Linked DNA regions of Sus scrofa: regions 2 and 3 are each linked to region 1. The links are chromatin contacts, called in public HiChIP or PLAC-seq maps. All regions are on one chromosome and are shown on one strand. The core of a region is the stretch at or near the end of the contact, and the rest is flanking DNA. Distances in the headings are between cores, read along the strand shown.

Region 1 (3,933 bases), core at 1,036-3,535:
TAATCTAGTATTCACTAATGAGCTGTCTATGGATTCTTAATTCTTGGATGGCATAGTGAATTTTAGCAAAGAACAGAGACCGGTACAGGAAGATCAGCAGGGCACACTTGAAATATTTAAGGTAGGAGCTTATGAAAAATTAGGTCTAAACTGAATAGACATTTTCAAGGGATCCAGGAGAATAGTAGTGCCATTAAAATAGGCCAACATGAGCAATTTGTTTGTGACATGTATATCAAGTTAACAGAACCTTAAGAGGAAATGTCTTTTGGAGCTGGCAGTGAGGTTGGTACTTGAACTATGAGTTTTGCATGTCATCTTCATAAAAAGAATGAGTTGTTTCTAATTTTTTTCTTTCACAATGGCCCACAAATTTATATTGGTGTTTTTAAAAGAGGTTAAAGACTTTTTTTTTTTATCATGTAAGGGTCTTATTATAATTCCACAATTGTCTGTGCTTTGTAGGATAAAGAGGAAAGATAGTCCTTATTCTTTCCTCCTTTATTCAGAGCTTGTTCTGGCTTCTTGAATACCTGGAATATTATAAAACAGACTCCCAGTGTTCCCCTCTTAATATATGAAATGATTAATCGTATGATAAAAATAAAGAGCAAAACACAAATTTGGCTGTTTTGATTTGGAATTTAAATTTGTGTGTATTAAGATAGCTTGTTAAAGAATAGCAGAAATGGGGGAAGATTTTTATATACGAGATTCTCTCACTGAGGGGTAGTAATTTGCTCAATCTAAGCAGAAAGTGGGATTTTTTAAAGGAGCTCTGCAACTAATTGTATCCACGATGCCTAACTGTAATTTTATAGATTTGTCATAGATCCTTCTTATGATTTGTACCATTCCTAAAATAAGTTTAAGTTGTTTTGAGATCTGAAAGAATATCAAGAGATTTAAATATTTAGGAATGAGAGTCATTAAAAAATACAGGTAAACATTGTTCATGGACTTAGTTTTGTAAATGAACTGAAGTTATTTACTCATGATATAACATTTGTAGTATAACAAGTGTGAAATGGTCATGAATAATCAGCATAATAGTGTTTTAGAACTTGTGAACAGTGAAAACCTCTTTGATAGCATTAGCGGGTATTCAGGCATCAAGTAACTAACCTAGGGACCACAAACAGTGAGTGAATCTGATTATTTGTTCACATGTCCTAACAGATTTAGTAGGAAAGAGTGGAAGTGAAAAAATGGTAATGATCAGATGGGGAAAAGAATCAATAGACACTGTTTAAAAAAAAAAAAGTTTGAGTTCCCATCATAGCTCAGTGGTTAACGAATCTGACTAGGAACCAAGAGGTTTCGGGTTCGATCCCTGGCCTCACTCAGGGGGTTAAGGATCCGTTGTTGCCATGAGCTGTGGTGTAGGTCGAAGACACAGCTGGGATCTGACATGGCTGTGACTGTGGTGTAGGCCAGCGACTACAGCTCCGATTTGACCCCTAGCCTGGGAACCTCCATATGCCACTGGTGTGGCCCTAGAAAAGACAAAAAGACATAAATAAATAAATAAAACAAGTTGAAAAGAACAAAAGGAAATGTGGTTTTTTCCTACCTCATTTAAGTTACTTCCATTTATAGTTTTGTATAATCCTTATGAACTCATGATTTTCACTAAATGTGTGAGTGACTAGGCCTGACCAGTGTGAGGTAGAAGAACAGTTATCCTTGTTTTTTTCCCTTAAAACTGAGGTCCTGTAATCTTGCTTATTCAAGATTTGTAAATACTCCATGGCACTTCTGTAAAAGGTTCTTAGTTTTTAGTTGCTCTTAGTTTCTAATATAGCTAAACCACTTTAAGTCCTTTTACACTAGTTTTCTATGCCTTCGAAATTGCCACTTAGACACGAGCTTTTTGGAGTTACAATTGATCACAGCATATAAGCTGGTCATTTTATGAACCATGTTTGAAATTAGTACAGAAGATTTGTAAATTTTATAGGTAATTTAATAGTTGTAACATGAATTTAAATTTGATTATATATGTATAAATGCCAATTTCTAAATAATATGTTACACAAAAAACATACAAGTTAGAGTATCTGTGAGTCTTTTTTGATACAAAGACTTTAATCTCACTTAGAATGCAGCATGCTGGTATGACTTTTAAGAGAAGGGAAATTATCACTTAAAAATAGTTAATGAGGAGTTCCCGTTGTGGCTCGTAGTGAACCCGACTAGTATCCGTGAGGATGCAGGCTCAATCCTTGGCCCCACTCAGTGGGTTAAGGGTCATCTGGAGTTGCTGCCAGTTGCAGTTTAGGTTGCGTATGCAGCTCAGATCTGGCATAGGCTGGCAGTGGTAGCTCCGATTAACTGGGAACTTCCATGTGCCATGGGTGCAGTCCTAAAAATAAATAACGCTAATGAGGGTGTTGTGGTTGTGGCTCAGTGGGTTAAGGGTCTTGCGTTGCTACCAGCTGTGGTATAGGTCAAAGATCTAGCTGGGATCTGGTGTTGCTGTAGCTGTGGTGTAGGCCAACAGCTGCAGCTCCAGTTCAGCCCCTAGCCTGGGAACTTCCATATGCTGCAGGTGCAGCCCTAAAAAGACTAAATAAAAATAGCTAATGTTAATGAGCAATTGGAGTTAGAGAGTAAGAGTATTTCTTTTGTAAACCTGAGAGTCTGAAAAAGAAGCACCATATAAAATGAAAGAATTGAGTAACACAGAAGGTTTCCCACAAGTCCTAAAGAATGAAGTTCTTGGTACAATAAATATTATAGTTATTTGGATAATTTAAGTACCCCCCCAAAAAAAATACAATTTACGTAAATACACTAGATGATTTCTATGGAAATCTCTAATTTCACCAAGGAGTGGGAAAATATATTTTGAAAAAATTTGTATTAAAAGCTTATGCTAAAAAAAAAAAATCCGTTTTTTTTTGTTTTTGTTTTTTTTTTTTTTTTTAGAAAAAAGCTTATGCTATATTCATATAGACTTGGATTTGTGTAAACCTGGTACTTGGGACAGAATTTGCTTTGCCATAATATTAGGGTCACAGTGTAGCATTTATATAGGTTTATTTTAATGGATTTTACTTGGATTTTTTTTCCATCTCTAACTATTAGCTGTATTAAGTGACATTGCAATTAGTGTTTGCTGTTAGAATTGTTCTCATGTTCTGCAGCAGCATGTGCATATTTAGTCAGCTTTTTTCATGATTAAAAAAATAGTACATTGTTAGTGAGGTTATTTACAGTGTATAAAATACAACTATTTTAATACAGAAAAGAAAAATAGTTTTTAAGCTGCTTGTATTCGATACTCTATAGTACTTTCTTTTTTTGATAAGCAAGAAATAGATTTATTAAGATAGATGCTTGTGGGAGATTCAGGCAGGCAGACAAGGAGGCTCTTCCCCAAGGATTAGGTGGGCTAAATTTTTATAATCTAAGGGAAGTGGGGAGTCTCTGTAATACTTTCTGAGTACTCATTGTTAGCTCCTCTTTGTTTTTGGCTATGTCCTTCGGCTACCACTACAGCCTTCTAATTGATAGAGAATAGTTTACAGAACAAATGGACACTAAGCAGGTTGTACTGTGAGAATTTTCTGCCAGGCTCATGGTTTATAGTAGGTAAGGTAGACTGGAAGCCTGTCGAACTATGTTTCTGTTGAAATTTCTGGCATGATTTGGGTGAATCATTAATCTATGTCAGGTAAACACTATTTTTAATGGTTGGTGCATCCAAATGGAGGGTACTGAGGAATTTGCTAAACTCCTTGACTGGACAGCTTTAAGAGCAGGTTAAGTGTAGTGTCTACAGAAACAGGAGAGATAACACCCCTTCTCAATATTTCAGTTTATCTTTCTGTTTGCAGTTTCAGTTCTTTTTCTAAATTCTGATTAGCTGTATGAATTTCCCTGGAGAAAGTTCAAATTATTTCATAATTAAGGCAAATCAAAAGTAGA
Region 2 (3,933 bases), core at 977-3,476, 180 kb after region 1:
TTTTTGTTTTTGTTTTTGTTTTTTTGGCTTCTTGCCATTTCGTGGGCCACTCCTGTGGCATATGGAGGTTCCCAGGCTAGGGGTCTAATTGGAGCTGTAGCAACCGGCCTATGTCAGAACCACAGCAACGCCAGATCTGAGCCGTGTCTGTGACCTACACCACAGCTCATGGCAACACTGAATCCTTAACCCACTGAGCAAGGCCAGGGATCTAACCCACAACCTCATGGTTCCTAGTTGGATTCGTGAGCCACGACAGGAACTCCTATCATGGAAAGTTTTGAGTGATACCTCCTTTACCAGTCTAGGGAAATGTCCAGGGGGAAAAGGTGGGGGATTCTGTTTTATCAGTGGCTAGAATTCTATAAAGAACACACATTGCCGAGATTGTTCATATTTTATCCCTGTAAGAATGAGAATTTCCTTTGCCTGTCTCTGAAGCCACCAGGTTGTGAGGTGTGCTTAGCCTTGGTCTGTCTTGCAGCGTGTGCACATATTTCTGCCTTTGCTGTTGGCAATATTTGCATCTTTCCCTGCAGTGCACCTGCACTTCAAACATTTTGGGGCCTAGAAACCATTTAATAAAGCCTATTGATCTAAAGAAAGGCCTCAAAATTTCATATCAAATGTGAATAGATTCATGTTTGCTAAAGCTTTACACCACAGCTAAAGGTGATGTGCGGGGGCTGATGTGTTTGTACCTTGGAGCTAAGGGGGGTGGGGGTGGGAAAGAGCAAAAGCCCTGAGGGAGGATGGGCCAGCCAGTCTGTTAGGGACTCTGTATCACTGAGGGTCAGTCTCCTTTTTCCTTCTGGGTTTCTTTTCTCACTCATACACTGAAGAAACGGAGTTAGATGATTAGCTCTAAGAACTCTTCTTTCAGATCAAATATTTCTAGTTTTTACAGAATACAGTTTTTTTTTTTTTTAAATAAAGTCAAGGTTAGCAGCAACCTGCATTGAATAAATCTGTTGGTGCCATTTTCCCAATAGCATTATATTTAATGAGTTATGTGCATTTTTAAAGACATAATACTATTGCACACTTAAACTACATTTATAGTAGGTTATATGCCCTGGGAAATAAAAAATTTTGTGCGACTCACTTTATTGCCATATTTGCTTTTTTTTATTTTCAGTGCGTACAGTAATTGCCTTTTTATTTAAAAAATGTTTTTTTTTCCCTCTTGGTAATAAAACTGATATGTTTACTATAAGTATTAAAACTATACAAAAATGCTTAAAGGTAAAATTCACCATTAACATTTTAGTATATATTCTTCTAGGCTTTTCTGGGGGGGGGAGGCGAGAGTTTGGAATAGGAGGTATGGGCCCGTTTTTATACGTAGGCTAATTTGAGGTCCAATTTAAATCAATAAATTTGCTTCCTGTATTTGCCTTTAAGCAAACTGAACTCAAAAACCTAGCTGAAAATTAGGAAATCTATTTGGATCTTCCCTAAGAATGAAGCAAAATAATGAAGCCAAAATAGTACTGATATTGATTTAAACTTAAAGAAACACTGGTTAAAGAAATTACTGCTCACAGCAAAAGATGTTCCACCTGGCTTGATGTTTATTTGAAGTACTATAGGCTCCATTTTGTCACATAAATCAAATGTAGACATGTCATTGTTCCCTAAAAATGCTTCAAGTAGAGAGAGAAATAAAATGCTATTCATATTTATTTTTTATAATTATGCTGAAGTTGAAAGTGTTTAAAAAGTTATTCATGGAGTTCCCGTTGTGGCTTAGTGGCTTAAGAACCCAGCTAGGATCCATGATGACGTGGGTTTGATCCCTGGCTTGGTCAGTGGGTTCAGCATCCTGCACTTCTGTGAGCTGTGGTGTAGGTCGCAGACACAGCTTGGATCCTGAGTTGCTGTGGCTATGACATAGGCTGGCAGCTTTGACCCCTGGCCTGGGGAACTTCCGTATGCTGCAAATGCCGTAGTTGCTTTAATGTGATAGTGCTGAACCGAACCCACAATGTCTCTGAGGTCTGCCTATATTTAAAAAACTGGATTAGAAAATTCAAGGTTGGCAAGTGTTTGCTGTCAGCATGTGACAGTACTCCTCCATTGCATCTCCAGCTGCTGCTGAGCAGCTTACTGTTCATCAGAAGCTCTCACAGAGAAGCCAGGTTACTTACTAAGATAATGTCTTTATTCCTGATGCCTGTAGGTTAGCAGTAAATCTCTACTTTCACTTTAAATATATATGGCCTGAGGCAAGGAGTGGGTTTTGATGACTAAATGGTTTAAAGACTCTGACTCTGTTTTTATGTACTGCTTCCCCTTTTAGAGTTGTTTCATTTTTCTACTCATGTTTTCTCACTTCTGCTTTGTAACATGAAAGTAGAATTGATGCATCTTGTTGTTCTTGGATAAATCCCTTCCATCTCAGAACTGTGCTGTTCCTCCCCCTAAAACATACTCTTCTTCCTGGAACCTGCCAGGTTGATTTTTCCAATAGAGTCAAAGAGTTCATTCTTTCAACAGACAAAACTCTCTAGTTCCTGCCTCACAGCTGGCTCATGCAGTACTTAATTGGCAAATTTCAAGTTTATAAATGACAGGAAATGTTTTTTTCAGAAATGTTCAAACAGTAGGGAAGAGGCAGTTGGCAGCCAGTGAGCAGAGCAAGGGGTTGAATTGGCATAGCCCACGACACCATCCATAGCTGGCTGGTCTTCGCAGCTGATGGTTGGGTTGGCAGAAGTTAGCTCAAGTGCTGTTGTCTTCATAATTTTGATAGCATCTTTGGAGTCTTCCCAAGTCTCTAGAGCAATAGTGTAATCTTAAAATTGCCAACTTTCTGCTTATGGCAAGAGGCAAGAAAGGTGAACACTTTTCTTAGGTCTTAACCTGGTTTGTGGTGTTCTTTAAGAAACAAAATATTTCATGATTTGAAAGGAATTGTTAGATCAGATGACTCAGGAAGTCTTTTCATTCTACTCTTTAGGATATCTTACTGTGGGTGTGGCTCTTTTGTTGGTAAACAATTTCAAAATAACCCATTGCATACATACATTATTTCTAAGAGGACTTGGTTACTTAGTTAAGGGGAGGATTTTTTCTTTTTTTTTTTTTGGTCTTTTTAGGGCCAGACCCATGGCATATGGAGGTTCCCAGGCTAGGGGTCCAATTGGAGCTGTAACCTCAGGCCTACACCACAGCCACAGCAACATGGCATCCGAGCTGTGTCTGCGACCTACACCACAGCTCACGGCAACGCCAGATCCTTAACCCACTGAACGAGGCCAGGGATCTAACCCATGTCCTATGGATGCTGGTTGGGTTCACTAACTGCTGAGCCACGAGGGGAGAAAAAAATCCCCCCCACCTTTTTTTTTTTTTTAAAGACTTCAGAATTCTGTTCAGGTCATGAAGTTGAATAAACTCAATTCCAGTTCCAATCCAAAATCCATTGAAACAAAAGAAAACAAACAAAACAAAAAACTCCCAGGAGTAGATTTTACAAGCCAAAGGGAAACCCTGGCATTCTGCCTGGTTCCTGAAGGCTAGTGTTGTTGGCTGGCATGCATGTCTCCATGCCTTTGTGGTGTCTTAAATTCTGTTCCCCACAAAGTAAATACACTTAACCTCACTGTTTGCTCATTCTTGTATCTCCTCATGATAGAAGATTAGGAATTACTCATTGGCAGACCAGTTATGCAAACTTTCAGTTGCGCAGCTTTGTTCTGTTATTTCAAGCTCTATAGCATAGAGTGTGCCAAGAAGCACAAATGAAGTTTTGCCGATAGGCATCTGGCCGAAATCCATTGAGAAGCAGCTTGTGTCCTGAATACCTTTCACCTCTGAAGCTTTAGGAAGAAGGGTTCAGGGTAATGCAGCTGAGCAAAAACGTAAACGCAAAGAATGTGTAACACGAAAGGGAAATGATGGTGAATTTTTTCAAGCTCATCTCAGAGA
Region 3 (3,933 bases), core at 906-3,405, 130 kb after region 1:
TTCTGTGGGGCGGGAGCTCTTGTGGGGCAGAAGACATGCTGAGACTGGGTGATAGCAAGTTCTCCTTGATTGTGGAACTGGGGTGGGTTGGCTCTAGGCAACGCGTCAAGACTTGCTGAGTGCCCCCTTGAGGCATCGGGTTATTCTCACTGTGAACATTTAAGAAATAGGCCATCTTATCACAAGGATTATCTATTTTAATTTTTTTAATTTTTAATTTATTTTTATTTTTTGCTTTTTAGGGCTGAATCCCCAGCATATGGAAGTTCCCAGGCTGGGGATCGAATTGGAACTCCAGCCGCCAGTCTATACCACAGCAAGCGGGATCTGAGTGGTATCTGCAACCTACACTATAGCTCATGGCAATGCCAGATTCCCCAACCCCCTGAGCGAGGCCAGGGATCAAACCTGCATCCTCATGGCTACTAGTTGGATTTGTTTCCGCAGCACCACAACAGAACTCATTATTTTAATTTTTTAAATTAAAAATGTTTTGTGTTTGTTGTAGAAAAAAAATCAACCTAAAAAAAAAAAAAAAAAAAAAAAAAAGATCTGTAACCCTATCATCCAGAGGTAACTTGTCATTACTAGTTGAGTAATCTTTGTTGATCTAAAGTGTGAGCTAGTTTAACAGTCCTTGGATTTTCCCTCCAAAGTGGTTTTTCCAGTTGTAAGAGCACCACTTACTGAATCAGCTTTTTCTTCAGCTGAGCCTTGTGTTCTCTGGGACTCTGACAAGTTCACTTCCAGTGTTGCCTTCCTCATCTGAGGCTTAGCCAGGCATTGGGAACTCTTCACAAATCAGTGAGGAAGGTGCTGCAGGTCTGCTTTCTTTTTGGCCACCTCTGCGGTACTGTAGGCAGACTTGGCCAGCTTACAATCAGAGAGCAACTGTGAATGTAGAGAAGAGCATTTTTTTTCCTTTTGGTATATTTTTACCCCAGATCATTTCTGGAGTTGAATACTCTGTTTTTGTGGGGCAGCAGATGGTGTGCAGCAGACAACACCAGTATTGTGCATTTTAATCTCAGTGCCCTGTAATTCATGTCATGAATGTATCCTAGAATGGTCATTAATGAGATTTACTGTGATTTTTAGCTTTGTTTTCAGGTGCTTGGCAGTGTACTTACTTCTTAAATGCATTTGAGAGTAAGAGTTAGAAGGGGTGGATAATGGGAGTTCCCAGTGTGGCTCAGTAAAAATAAATCTGACTAGTATCCTTGAGGATTCAGGTTTGATCCCTGGCCTGGTTCAGTGGGTTAAGGATCTGGTGTTGCTGTGAGCTGTGGTGTAGGTCAAAGATGCAGCTTGGATCTGGCGTGGCTGTGGCTGTAGTTGTGGCACAGCTGGCGGCTACAGCTCTGATTCGCTCCCTAGCCTGGGAACTTTGATATGCTCTGGGTGGCCCTAAAAAGAAAAGAGAAGAAAAAAAGGTGGATAATGGACATTCACATTTGAAATCAGTAACACTCCTTCTTCTCCCCTTAAGTTCTGACTCATCTTGATTATATTATTCTACCTTTTTATATGTTATAATTTAGATAACCACAGTATGGATGGGGCTTTGCTACAGACAGTTGTGTTTGCTGTTTTTATTTTACTTGTACCTACAGAAAAGTTTTTTTGTTTTTAACTGTTAAAGGAGCAGTTGTCTCTTATTCTGCCTTGCTTTGGGGATGTATTTGATTCTAAGGAAGGCTTCTGTAGTTGGTTGGTTATTATAACACAATTTCCAGTTGTGTGTTTTGTGAGGAGCTCAGTTCTGAAGAAGTTTAAAGTGCAGGCTTTAAAAGCCTAATACATGGGCTTCCAGTATTAGGTCAGAATGTCTGAGTGTTTTTAAAAGCCCATCACTGTCAGAGCCATCCTTGCAGCCCCTGGAAAGTGAAAGTGTTGAGATTCTTGCCCTCTGTATGTGGGTGACATATCTTATGTCAATAGCCAAAAAATTGAGATTGAAAAAAGGAAAGTGGCGAACAGCTGTGAAGTTTTTTAGGCTTCTTTCCAAAAAGTAGAGTCCTGTGCACTATAAAATTGTGGCTTGGTATCTGTGTGCTGTTTACAGTCATGAAAGAGGGAAGGGGTAAGGATGACTGTGTGCTTACAGATTGTGTGATTAGCTCAATTTGTCTTTTGCTTTATAGGGCCAAACTCAAAGCATGTGGAAGTTCCCAGGCTAGGTCAAATTGGAGGAATTGAAACTATAGCTGCCGGCCTAGCATGCAAGAATGGGTGGGATGTTGGGTTTGAGGGGGTTGCCTGCTTCCTGAATCTTCCAACTAGCTACTCCTGATAGGAGTGTGGTGGTTTGCACCAGTTGCATGGTACTTTTTGCTTGCCTCTGGATCCGTGGCTTTGTCCTTCATGTCCTAGTCAGTCAAGGGACAGAGTGTGATTTTTTTTTTTTTTTTTTAAGGCCATCTGATGGTAGAAAACTTTCGTAGAAATTTTGAGCTTCTTTTTACTTTTCCCACTAATATATGAGACTGTTGGTTCACCTATATCCTCTCTCGAGTAATTCCTATAAAAATAATTTATAATCTTGGCCAATTTTACCTGCAAAAACTAGCATGATTGTTTCAGTTGGATATTTACCTAACTTTGAACAATAGTGGAGTTCCCGTCGTGGCGCAGTGGTTAACGAATCCGACTAGGAACCATGAGGTTGCGGGTTCGGTCCCTGCCCTTGCTCAGTGGGTTAACGATCTGGCGTTGCCGTGAGCTGTGGTGTAGGTTGCAGACGCGGCTCGGATCCCGCGTTGCTGTGGCTCTGGCGTAGGCCAGTGGCTACAGCTCCGATTGGACCCCTAGCCTGGGAATCTCCATATGCCGCGGGAGCGGCCCAAGAAATAGCAACAACAACAACAACAAAAGACAAAAAAAAAAAAAAAAAACACTCAGATGAACAATAGTGATTTTTTAAAAATGCATACTAAGCATTTTTGGCTATCAGTTTTGTTCATGGCCCCTTTCCTCTGTGCATCTGATAATACTTTTTGAAGTTGTTGGGCAAACAATAGTTAAAATGGGTCAAGATTAAAGGTAAGTCATCTGATTTGTTTCTTCCATTTGTATAGACTTATGATTTTAAAAAAAGTGCCAATCCTATTGCATATAATTTCCTTCTTTTGTTTTTCCATCCTAAACTTTAGAACTTTTTCTCATGTCAAACATTGAGAGTAATTTTCCTTTTCTTATTAATTTATGACAGTTTAAGCCATGTTAGTAAATCTTTTCTTTGACAACTTTATTGAGGTATAATGACGATACAAAAAATTACACTAGTATTTTTATTTATTTATTTATTTTTTCATTTTTCTTTTTGCCATTTCTTGGGCCACTCTGTGGCATATGGAGGTTCCCAGGCTAGAGGTCAAAACGGAGCTGCAGCCGCCAGCCTACGCCACAGCCACAGCAACACAGGATCCAAGCTGAGTCTATAACCTACACCACAGCTCACGGCAACGCTGGATCCTTAACCCACTGATCGAGGCCAGGGATCGAACCCGCAACCTCATGGTTCCTAGTTGGATTCGTTAACCATTGAGCCACGACGGGAACTCCTACACTAGTATTTTTAAAGTGTACACTTTGAAAAGTTTTGATGTAAGTATATATCTGTGAACCATCACAATTTAAAAAAAAAAAGAGCATAAATATTACTGCCCCAAAGTTTCCTTATATTCTTTTCTAGTCCTTCCTCCCTCTATCCTCAAGCAACTACTGCTATGTTTTCTTACACTATACATTTGTTTGCATTTTTAGAGATTTATATAAGGTGTAATATAATAGATACTCTTTTGGTCTGACTTTATTCAGTCAGCATGACTTAAGTTCCACTCATGTTATGTGAATCAATATCTCATTCCTTTTTATAGCTGAGTAGTCTTCCATTGTGTGGATATACCACAATTCCTTGGTCTGTTCATCTGC

Evidence for each region. HiChIP or PLAC-seq counts read pairs in DNA pulled down with a chosen protein or histone mark.
Region 2: a contact with region 1 is called in an H3K27ac HiChIP or PLAC-seq map of alveolar macrophages. The contact joins two enhancer-like sites. A contact is called at or near these places in 2 of 47 Hi-C or Micro-C datasets (embryonic fibroblasts and epiblast stem cells) and 1 of 2 datasets of contacts at active chromatin or transcription factors (alveolar macrophages).
Region 3: an H3K27ac HiChIP or PLAC-seq map of alveolar macrophages shows a contact between it and region 1. The contact joins two enhancer-like sites. A contact is called at or near these places in 1 of 47 Hi-C or Micro-C datasets (epiblast stem cells) and 1 of 2 datasets of contacts at active chromatin or transcription factors (alveolar macrophages).

Annotation. Positions count from the first base shown.
Region 1 is chr9:92,316,138-92,320,070 of Sscrofa11.1, reverse strand. All of the region lies in intron 1 of TRA2A (transformer 2 alpha homolog), which reads left to right. Among named protein-coding and RNA genes, the nearest start is that of TRA2A, 5.5 kb to the left of the region's middle. Within about 2 kb of position 2,285, at least 2 of the 83 cell types and tissues checked have an H3K27ac peak or open chromatin away from gene starts, as enhancers often do. A contact at or near this core is called in alveolar macrophages, where this site is marked.
Region 2 is chr9:92,131,149-92,135,081 of Sscrofa11.1, reverse strand. The region is part of intron 10 of IGF2BP3 (insulin-like growth factor 2 mRNA-binding protein 3); the gene reads left to right. Among named protein-coding and RNA genes, the nearest start is that of MALSU1, 45 kb to the right of the region's middle. Within about 2 kb of position 2,226, at least 24 of the 83 cell types and tissues checked have an H3K27ac peak or open chromatin away from gene starts, as enhancers often do. A contact at or near this core is called in alveolar macrophages, where this site is marked.
Region 3 is chr9:92,186,288-92,190,220 of Sscrofa11.1, reverse strand. The region is part of intron 3 of IGF2BP3 (insulin-like growth factor 2 mRNA-binding protein 3); the gene reads left to right. Among named protein-coding and RNA genes, the nearest start is that of IGF2BP3, 84 kb to the left of the region's middle. Within about 2 kb of position 2,155, at least 5 of the 83 cell types and tissues checked have an H3K27ac peak or open chromatin away from gene starts, as enhancers often do. A contact at or near this core is called in alveolar macrophages, where this site is marked.